Regions from separate parts of the Bicyclus anynana genome. Here region 1 is linked to region 2. A link is a contact called in public Hi-C data. All regions are on one chromosome and are shown on one strand. Each heading gives the region's core, a stretch centred on a gene start, on an enhancer-like site or on the middle of the called end of the contact. The rest is flanking DNA. Distances are from core to core; before and after follow the strand shown.

Evidence for each region. Hi-C and Micro-C count contacts between places; a contact is called where the count stands out from the background.
Region 1: a Hi-C map of whole body shows a contact between it and region 2, with 2.0 times the contacts expected there. The contact joins two enhancer-like sites. A contact is called at or near these places in 2 of 2 Hi-C or Micro-C datasets (whole body and whole larva).

What each region holds. Positions count from the first base shown.
Region 1 is chr16:4,553,206-4,559,169 of ilBicAnyn1.1, reverse strand. All of the region lies in intron 1 of LOC112046673, which reads left to right. Among protein-coding and RNA genes, the nearest start is that of LOC112046673, 99 kb to the left of the region's middle. Within about 2 kb of position 2,014, at least 7 of the 8 cell types and tissues checked have open chromatin away from gene starts, as enhancers often do.
Region 2 is chr16:4,506,662-4,512,498 of ilBicAnyn1.1, reverse strand. It overlaps LOC112046692 (amyloid-beta-like protein), which reads right to left. Exons shown (of 17, transcript XM_024083417.2): 17 at 4,423-5,837. Among protein-coding and RNA genes, the nearest start is that of LOC112046673, 150 kb to the left of the region's middle. Within about 2 kb of position 2,223, at least 7 of the 8 cell types and tissues checked have open chromatin away from gene starts, as enhancers often do.

The DNA of each region.
Region 1 (5,964 bases), core at 765-3,264, 47 kb before region 2:
GTATCATCATCATTAACAACCCATATTCGGCTCACTGTTGAGCACAAGTCTCCTTTCAGAATGAGAAGGGTAAGACTAATAGTCAATAGTTCGGCAGACTTCACACGGAGAGAATTGAGAAAATTCTCAGGTATAGGTTTCCTCACGATGTTTTCCTTCACCGTAAAAAGTCTTATACGTCTAGCTAAATGCAAAACGTCCGTGGCCCGGAACGTTATCATTCCGCTAGTTATATCTATGTTTTAAATAGAGATGATGGCTCAATACGAGACTCGACTCCATTATATTTAAACTAACAGGCACCTTAGCCATGTGGCACGTCAATTCTCTTTCTACAAACGCTAACGCTTCGAAAACTAAAAAAATGTATGGGAATGACAGATCCAATCGTTAACTTGATCACCTGACCTGTCGATAGCAAATGTCATTCCCACACAATGATAATTTTATACTATAAATCGGTTACGTCCCTACAAAACTGAACGCACACATGCACAATTTTGTCTTTAATTCCATTATTTATTTATGTATATGCAGGTTTTACATTTCCTGAACACACAACTGGACATTGTAGACGATATATAGGTATTATTTGTTTAAATAATGTTCATTGTTGACCAAAACACTAACATTGAGATGTGGAAATTTCCTCTTTTGATCGCCTTTTCATGACCTACTAACAAATCTAACAGTATTTAACATGTATGTATGTTCCCACACATAATTTAATTTTGGAAGCGTTTGCGATCGTAGAAACAGAATCGACGTACATGGCTACATACCCAGGAATATACGCGTGCAACGTTACCTTATCTTTGTTAGCAAGAGATAACTGAGAAGCGATGACTACTGTAGGTTTCTTCCATAGGTTATTCTACGAATACTCATATACATCATCATAACTTGACCGCAATGGCATACACTCCAAATGATAAATGGTAAATGAGACTTTGGAGTAAAACATAGTACTTTTTGTAAAAGAAATAAAAATAGGAGGAGAAATAGGGGTTGAAAGATTGTTTTGAAAGTTTTAGACCTGGATCAATTAAGAAAACCTCAATCGGCCCAGCTGGGGATCGAACCACTCGATAAGTCCGACAGCTTTACCGTTGAGTTATTGAGGCTTTATATTACTTTAAAAGTTAAATTTTCGATGTAAATAGTGTAGACTAGTGGACGCCCGCGACTTCTTCCGCGTGAAATTCAATTTTGCGTAAAACTATAATTTTTTTAGGGTTAAAAAGTAGTCTATGTGTTATTCTAGGCTATAATCTATATACATTTCAAAAATTGAGTTAATTCGGTTCAGTAGTCGCGGCGTGAAAGAGTAACAAACATTCATACTATCAAAATCATCAGTTTTTGCAAATCTTGGCAAACCATGGATTTTTTCGGGACAGACCTAAGTGTTAATACAGAGTAAAGTTCAGTTCAGTATCAGGTCAGGTTCAATAGTTGCGGCGTTAAAGAGGAACAAACATCCGAACATTCAAACTTTCGCATTTATAATATTAGTACGGCGCACGCATTTATAATATTAGCAGAGCCGTGATAGCTCAGTGGATATGACCTCTGCCTCCGATTCCAGAGGGTATGGGTTCGAAACCGGCATGCACCTCCAACTTTTCAGTTGTGTGCATTTTAAGAAATTAAATATCACGTGTCTCAAACGGTGAAGGAAAAACATCGTGAGGAAACCTGCATACCAGAGAATTTTCTCAATTATCTGCGTGTGTGAAGTCTGCCAATCCGCATTTGGCCAGCGTGGTGGACTATTGGCCTAACACCTCTCATGAGACGAGATGAGAGGAGACTCGAGCTCAGCAGTGAGCCGAATATGGGTTGATATATTTATTGATGATGACGATGCATAGAATTTGACCTGTTACAGTTTTAATATAAGTATAGATAGATAGATATAGATAATGAAACGACACAGTTTAACCCGAATACAGAAGGATGTTGGGCCTCGGCTGCGGCTCGTAATGTAAGACTTTCACCTTCGGCGCGGCGCGCAAGGCCGCCCGTGCCCCACTTCCGCGCCACGCGACGAGTCGCTATCAACTTGACTTTAGCGATCTCATTTACGGTTCATGCATTGGCGATAATTTAAAAAAAAATGAAATTCAAAATTTAAAAATCAATGTGTTATCACCGCGTTGCAACGGCTTCAGTGTGCTCGTGGCATTCGAGCCTTCCACATCTCTTGTTGTGTAATTCTTTATGGATTACTTGGGATAGGCGGGGAGAGTGACTTGAGTGGAAAAGGGGAGTGTTAGATATCTGTCAAAGGCGCCTTTAACCCTACACACATCGTTCACAAGTGCGTGACTCCACTCAAGGTCATTCTCTGCCATTCTAGAGTCTTATTTTGCTTACAGTTTGATATGGTAATTAAGTTGTCCTGACAAATGTTGTGAATCATAACCTTTGTTTGACATTAGTTTTCTTATTTTTTTAATCACTTTAAAGTCTGCTAAAAAATGGGCTTAGTTTACAAGCATTTTGAAATGTCAGATTTTTCTGTTTGAAGAATAGACCTCGTTTGAAGTGACTAATCATTAACGTATTTAATCATTCAGTGCCACGTGACTTGCGACGATCAACTACACTTTAGCGATCTCATTTACCGTATTGTATTGTATGTATTTGCGTCCAATAAAAAAAAAGAAATTCTAAATTCAAAGATCAAGTAGGCTTAGTTTACAAGCACTTTGAAACGTCACATTTTTCTGTTTCTAGTAACTAATCACTAACATATTATGTAATCATTGTTTACCCATCTGTGTCTCGCGACCACTCGCCATCAACTTGCCTTCAGTATAAATTTAAAAAAAAAACGAAATTCGGAATTTAGAAATCAAGCAGGCTTAGTTTACAAGCACATTGAATCGTCAGATTTATCTGTTTGTAGTAACTAATTCATTGTACACCTATCTGTTCCATGCGACGCGATCGCGATCAACTTGACTTCAGCGATCTCATTTACGGTTTATGCATTGGCGTTAAATACAAAAAAAATCGAAATTCTTAATACAAAAATCAATGGGCTTAGTTTACAAGCACTGTGAAACGTCAAATTTTTCTGTTTGTAGTAAATACATCATACATATAGATCTCATTAAATTTAGTTACGCTTTGGCGATAAATTAAAAAGAATCTAATTCCAAATTCAAAAATCGGAACCGATTTTCCAAATATCCAGATTTCTTTTACTTATAAGGCACGTTGTTTTTAATTTTGTTATTATTTAACTAGCAAACCATAAATAAAGTTTTACAATTTACAGAACAAAACTTTAAAATGATATACGAAAATGAAAAATAAATCGAATAAATTAAATGTCATAATGATAAGTATCATAGAGCTATATTTTATTCCGTATTCCTACGGGTACGTGAACTACGCGAGTAAAACGCGGTAGTATTAAGTAAAATATAAGTTAAATAACAGTTTAAAAGTAAAAGAGATTCGACGGTTTCGAGGTTTGTCGCCATTGCAAAACATGATTCCGTTGTTGCGATCTCGTATTTTAATTACGTAACTAAGTGTCACAAGCCGCCGAGCGCCCGACGCTCGCTCGATGTGAAAATGCACAGATCACAGTACTGACATTATCTAAACACTCTAAAGAACGTTCATACATAAAGTTGTTTGCTTGTAATTTTCTTATTTATTCACTAGCGGACTATTCGTTCGCTTGGAAATAGATTTCAACCCCCTGTTTTAAATCGTGCCAAGTTTCATTTGAATTCATTCAGTAGTTTCAGCGTGACGCCTGGTCAACAAAAATATTGTCAAAAAATAATATATATTTGACTTAAGTATCATATAATGGCCTCCAACAGAAATTTTCAAAATATCTTTAATATACAGAATTAGCAAAATATTGTAAGACAAAAAAATATATGTTTGGCTACTTTACAACCTCCAACAGATATTTTCAAAATATCTTCAATCTGTTTACAGTTCTAAATACGAGTACCTAAGTATAGATTTAACAGTTTTATTCAATCATTGTCGTACATACAACACAAATAATAAAAAACTTTCATTAGGAACTCATATTCGAGCCCAGTGAATATGACCTCTGCCTTCGATTCGGATTAGACTAGAATTTGTGTTTTTTTGATAAATAAAATATCACGTGTCTCAAACGGTAAAGGAAAAACATCGGTCTACTATATTGAAAAACAAAATTCGTGAGAGATTTTTCCATTTAGTATAATTTGTGCATACCCTAGTTAAGAACCTCATGCACGCCAGTGTAGCTAAATATCTCGTAAAGATTATAGTGCACCTTCACGCATGATCGGACATGGCGATCCGAGGGTCGCAGCTGCTTGGCTCACAGTCAAATTAAAATCTATTGTTGTTAGCGCAATGCGTTCCCCGTCTTTAACCATACAAATACAACATCTTGGGGCTAAGTATTTTTTAACCATTGACACAAAAAGAGGGGGAGGGGGAGAGGGTGTTATAAGTTTGATGTGTCTGTCTGTCTGTGGAACCATAGCTCCCGAACGGATGAAGCGATTTTAAAGGTTACGTTTCGATGAAAATCGGTTGAGCCGTTTAAAAGTTGTGGGGGGTGAAAGTGGGGAAGAATAACCGAATGTCTGCAAATATAGTCGAGTGAGGTCTCAAATGAAAGCGCACTGAAAGAGAATATTGATGACTTGATCGAGTGTAATTATTAATTACACTCGATTAGGAGGCCTCGCTCTTCTATAACAGAGGTATTAAAATTACTAAATTAACGAATCGTTTATTCTTATCAATTATTTACAGTTATAACAAATGTGTGTGCGTGCGTGTGTGTGTTTATGTGTGTGCGTGTATGTATGTATGTATCTATACTTATTACAAAGCTGATGAGTTAGTTTGTTTGTTACCTTTTTTTATTAATTAAGGAATGTAACAAGAGGCTACGAGATAATTATTATTTGGTGGTGAACCTTTGACGGCTTCCGTGGCGCAGTGGTGTGCGCGGTGGATTTACAAGACGGAGGTCCTGGGTTCGATCCCCGGCTGGGCCAATTGAGGTTTTCTTAATTTGTCCAGGTATGGCTGGTGGGTGGCTTCGGCCGCGGCTAGTTACCACCCTAAAAATTCGCTAGGTGTCTTACTTATTAATTCGTTTATTTCAAGTACGTATATTAGACCTAATTTACAGCAAGTAGTTTCATACGTCAATCTCGTTATTAGTAACGACTTTACTAGCGGTTTGAAGAAACTTTACATCTTGAAGTACTCTATAAATTCTATTAACAGATGCTATTTTTAATAATCAGGCCCATGAAAACTTAATGAAACACCATAAAAATAAATGGTGTCCAAAAAGGACATTGGGAACCGAATGAAAATACTCAAACAAAGGAATGGCGCCAATACAAACTAATCTTGGTAAACAATACTCCTAAATCTTAAATTCCACTACATGTTTGTTCTGAAGACTTGAAGGAAATGAAAGAAAATGGAAAATTGTTTGATAGATTTATGGATCTTTGTTAGCATTGAATAGTTTTTATTCATTCTTCTGTAGGAGAAATAGGTGGCTAAAAGATTTCAAGTAAATCATAATTTTCGACCTATTTTAGCGGGGATTAATATAAGGCCTCCCTCCTTTTAAGGGAGGATATGTGGGGCTTGACCCACTACGTTACAATGCGGGTTTGCGGGCTAGAAATAATTATAAAAATCAAATAATACTGTATCATTTAATTATTGATTGGTTTATCGTCATCAACCCATATTCGGCTCACTGCTGAGCTCGAGTCTCCTCTCAGAATGAGAGGGGTTAGGCCAATAGTCCACCACGCTGGCCCAATGCGGATTGGTTTATGTTACTACATATTTATGTATATACGAGTACATATTATATTAATAGTATACATATAGAGGAAAGATTTGATTGTTCGTTTGTTTGTTTGTTTGAATTGAATAATAGGCTCTGAAACTCGA
Region 2 (5,837 bases), core at 974-3,473:
ATTTCATGTACAAAATTGACCTTTATACAGATTTATTATAAGTATAGATTTAAGAATCTGCGGTAGGAGCATGGACAAACTTTCAGTAATAAAGTGGGGTAGATCTAACCTTCACATCTCCTTATACCAAAAAGTATCAAACAGTTTACTGCGATTTTTATGGGTTATCGCATATGTCAGAAAATTTTGTGATAGTCGATATAATAAAATCGTTTTACATAATATCGGCTTATCACCTTGTCTTTCTGATAACAAGTGACAATATTGAGGATAAGTGCTGTATGCGTAACTAATCGTACGTTTTTAAGTGAATATTAAGAAGAGATTGGTTTTACTAGATGAGTGACGATGTTATGTTATGATTAAATTAAGCAGATTACTTACTTATAGTAGGAAAATAAGCTAATCTTCATCATCCTCATCATCATCATATCAGCCGATGGACGTCCACTGCAGGACATAGGAACTTCCAAACATTTAAATCCTGAGCCGCCTGCATCCAGCGAACCTCTGCGACTCGCTTAATGTCGTCAGTCGTCATCCAGTCGGTGGGGGTCGACCAACACTGCGCTTACCAGTGCGGGGTCGCCATTCCAGCACCTTCGGACCCTAACACTCATCGCTCTTCGAAGTAGGTAATGGCTATGATGATGACAATCAGAAAATATGATCTTTAATGGTACAAAAAAGTGAAACGGACATCCCAACGTGCTTTTTGAGAAATTCCGGCTCCAGAAATCAAACCCAGGACCTTTCCATTCCATATAGTCTTATAATAATTTGACTTCAGAATCTTATGAATTTCAAAATTGGTACCTATGATAGTGATACATAGGTATGTAGGTAGGTACCTACGTATCTCAAAGAATACATACCCATGTCAAAGAATCCTACTAATATTCTAAACGCGAATGTTTATATGGATGTTTGTTTGGACGTTTGTTACTCTTTAACGCCGCTACTACTGAAGCGATTTGGCTGAAATTTGTAATTGAAATAGATTTTATTCTGGATTAACACATAGGCTACTTTTCATCCCGAAAAAATCCATAGATGCCGCGGGATTGGTGAAAAACTGAATTCCACGCGGACGAAGTCGCAGGCGTCCGCTAGTAGGTACCTACAATATATTCCAGAGTAGGTACAAGCAGCTATGGTACTTACACCCTGCCTTACCTTATTTTGTGAAAGCTTTTACCTATTACTTCAAAGCATTTTCCATCCTCACCAATTAATATCTATTCTTAGGTGACCTTTCTACTTCCATACGCAATTCTTAGGACGATCCTTATAAACAAACCTTGTCAACAGATTTTATTTTAAAGGTTAAAGGTTAACAGATAAATACCTACCTTCTCTCAATTAGTAGTTAATTACGACTTCAAAATACCCGAGGTTTGTTTATTTATTCTTCAAGAACAAGTTTTTTTACTAAAAACACTTCTTTTTACTAACAACATTGATGTAAAATGTTCCTAATATTTCAAAATTAGAAAGTCAATTCTAAGTTCAGAGTTTTGAGTGTCGTTACAGTTTACTTTAGAGTTTTATTCTTTTATCTGGGATGCTATAAACTTAAATGGGATGCGAGCAAGCGATTCCATTGACAAAATAAGACACGCATTCCTCAATACTTGTTATCATTCGACATAACTCCCAAACAAAAGGAAAATAGTGAAATACGTATCTACTAACGCCATCTAGTTGAAGATAGTGTTAATATTTGAGACCTTCAGTCGAACTTAGATGTGAACCATTTTTATCATCGCAGTTTGTTTATTCGCCGACAGATGGCGATAATTTCAAATGATGTTAGTAAATAGTAATTTTAACACTTCTTATATGGGTGGAAAATATGTGGTTGAATTTTTGTTTCTATCTGTACAAGTGTACTTTCATTGCAATCTTGAGTTTAACCCGCGTGGTAGCACTCATTCACATGTGATTACAGTACATAGATAAAATAAAACCCATGTTATTTCTTGTAACATCAGTTACCTGGCGCTGAAAGTTCCGTGAAAATTGGTTCAGCCAGATTCGACTAATCTCTGAATAGGCTGGACTGGATGTCACAAGCTGATGTTATAACTTGGGTTAACAAATCTAAGTTGAAATATATCTAATAAATCTAAATCTAGTACGTAACGTTATATAGGCGACTGTCACGGTACCCATGCTGTCTGAAAAACACTTTAGTCGTTGACCGTTGTCGTAAAAGCTACCGTTGGGCTGCGGCGATTTGCGACTATAGTGCACGCACAATAAGTTTGCGCGCGGCCAAAATCGGAATTATTCAAGTGCCCACCATCTTGGCGTCTTTTTCTATCTATTTCAAGGCGGGTAAAAGAGATCAGTAAAGCTGACATATTAGAGTAGTTTACTCTTATAATTTAGTTACCAGTTAGGTAGGTCCAATTTCGAGAAAGAGGTGAACCGTCGAATCCAACTTGGTCGCTAACTATGGGCCTCATAAGAAGGCTCAGAGTCACACAGCGGGCGATGGAACGAGCTATGTTAGGAGTGTCTCTGCTTGATCGAATCAGAAATGAGGAGATCCGCAGAAAAACCAAAGTCACCGACATAGCTCAACGAGTTGTGAAGCTGAAGTGGCAATGGGCGGGGCACATAGTTCGAAGAGCCGATGGACGTTGGAGTCCCAAAGTGCTGGAATGGCGACCCCGCACTAGTAAGCGCAGTGTTGGCCGACCCCCCACCAGGTGGACTGACGACATCAAGCGAGTCGCAGGGATTCGCTGGATGCAGACGGCTCAGTATTGTGATGTTTGGAAGTCCCTACAAAAGGCCTATGTCCTGCAGTGGACGTCCATCGGCTGATATGATGATGATGATGACTCTTATAATATTGATTTTGTAAAGTAGGTACCTATTAGGTAGGTATTTAAACACGGCTCCGAAATAGGTACACCAATTTTAATACAAAATAATAAATGAAATTAGAAACTCAAGTTGAATATATTAGGGACAAATAAGACTTCTTACGGGCAAAGAACGAAATGCCAATGTTTGTCACCGCATGCGGCAACATAATGAATTTAGTCAGAACTTTTTATCGATATTGTGATACTTGTTTTCCTCTTTTCAGTTCATTTCGCTTAGGCAGTCGGGTTTTTTGTTTTTATAATAATATTTATTTTTGCAAAACGATCTTAATTACTATACTTTTGTTACAAATATTAAAAATCATAAGAAACTGAAAGGCGAAAAGTAGTAAACAAAACCTGCTGACGAAATGGCACAGTTAACCAGACCATCACGGCAGACAGCGTTTTCTGGCGTTTAATAAAAAGTAAATATACTATAATAATAATTTGAGTATATTTAAGTCATCAAATACATAATACATTTTAAACGATCTAATAGCACGAAGAAAAATTAAAAAAAAAAGTGTCAACTAGCCTATTGCACCAGTCGTGGGCTTTCTACGACCACGACCGGTCGTGAAGCGACCAATAGGCTAGTTGACACTTTTTATTCAAATGGTCTTAAGTAGTTCATTAACATGCTATTAGATTGAAAAAAAAAACATATTTTTTTCGAGACGTGGTTAGATGAAAATATACTTTTTAAATATGTTTTGACAATACGAGCCAAAACGCCTGTCGGCCATGACAGTCTATATTTAAAATGTTTCATGACGTCACTATAATAAATCCCTTACAAACAGAGTCAAAAAGAAAAAGTGACTAAAAAGAAGAGAAAACTATTAGTAAATAATTAGTTTGACGTTTAGTACATCAAGTGTGTATGACATCACAAACTGGACGACAGTGTTTTTGACGTTTGGAAACTTTGAAGAAATACGTGATTTTTAAATTAAGTTTTATAAAAAAATACTTCAATATTAATTGATATCGATATATTTCGGACCCTTATTACATGTACTACACAAAATTTATATTGTAACTTTGGTTATATATACGTCTATATAATCAAAGTATTGTAATAATTAAGTTTGATATGATTGTAGATGTCTACCTTATGTCTACCCTAATAATGTGTGGCCAGGCCATATTTGCCATCCTATCGGTTGCAATGACCGTGCCGGTCTGTGTGGTCAAATGCAACGTTTCCTTAATCTTCAGTTAACCTGCGGCGCTAAACGTGACCAACGAAATAGACAAATTTCAACCAATAGCGGTGCAACCGGAAATACCGTTATCTCTCTAATTGCGTTGGGACAAATGAGATGATTGAGATGGGAGTGGGACCATCGCCATTGAACAATGTTTTGTCTATTTCTCTACACTTGGTCGCATGTTAACGCCACTGGTCATTGCGCCTAATGGCAGTGGTCGTGGCCATCTAGTTGGCGAGACCGAGGGGATCAGCCCTGCGGGGGCTGTGGTGGTGAATACTCGTAGGATACGATAGGATAGGCGATACGCCAGTAAAACACCAATATTTTAATTCCTATTTATTGATTCAATTTGAACTTCGAACTCACAATAAAATGTAGCACAGGAAACACAAAAAATTTCAAACCATTTATTATAATATCTTCAAAATACGTGAAACAGTGATCTGACGTTACACAAACCAGGGTAAAAACTACTAACATCGAATAATGTTGACATCGAATAATTATTATTTCATTTATTTTATAAACATCGATTGGAATTATCATCAATACCGACGAGAGACAGCAGATTTTGAGCAAAAGTTTTGTTAAAAAAATAAGTGGTCGGCTCGTTACTTAGTTATTAGTAAAAATACAGCGGTTACTTGATTGCAGGATTAAACTTACGTTATACAGTGAGTAAACTTACTTAGATGCCGTACAACTTACAAGCCACGAGCGGGCGCCACCGTATCTCCAGTTACGACTCGAGCAACGCCATCTGTTATTCTGTTCCCGAACTACTGCAGGCATCGTAGTGAAAGGACTCAAAGCGCCGTGACGCGTCTGATATGAATTTCTTAACGTAGCAACGTCACAACGCTTGTAAACAAATAGAATTAAGTGTATATAAATTAGCTTATGTAACAAATAAGCTTAAATGTATATAATACTGAGGCAGAATTACATCTTAACTACGGCGTAACATTAAGGTGGTACCTGGGAATAGACACGAGCACAAGCCCTTACATTAAACGGACGAATGCGATATATAATTATATTTTGCTTTATATCTATGTATCTGACGCTAAAACATCTATATAATGTATTACTTTTGTACATCTACTTATATAATAATCGTACATACACTCACTAAGCTTACTGCTTCGGCATAACCGAGTACCCAATGTGCGCATACATCCGCCATGTTAAATCTCTGATGCACCCATGTTTGACTAGATTATACGAAGCTCTGGAGGCTTCACAACGTAAAAGGGTGGATCCGTCTCGCTTGCACACGTTGAGTACACAGTCCTCTCTTATTGGGAACTATGAGTATTGTCCCGCGGGTAAACGAAGAAATATAAAGAGGAAAGGAGACAGAACACGTCCGAGGTAAATCGTCCCAGACTAAGGAAGGTTTTTCAGTGACTAGAAGATATTCTACGAAGGCAAGACCGTTCACCCGCGCCGGCTTTGCCGCCCGTCCCTTTGCTAAGTACACATAATTATTAAAATATATTTTCGCATTTTATTACATAAAATTCACGTTATGATCTACCTACGTTAGAAAATGAAAGCGGGCTTTAAGAGTATGTAATTTAGGTTCAAAATTTGTACGCGGAGTCTATATACACAGCGTACCATGGACGTTTGTTCCGTTGTTCCGAGTAGCAACAAACAGTACAAATAAGAAAATCTTAGCAATAATCTAAAATTATGCTAATTCCGTACACAAATCTCTAAACTAAATTGACTG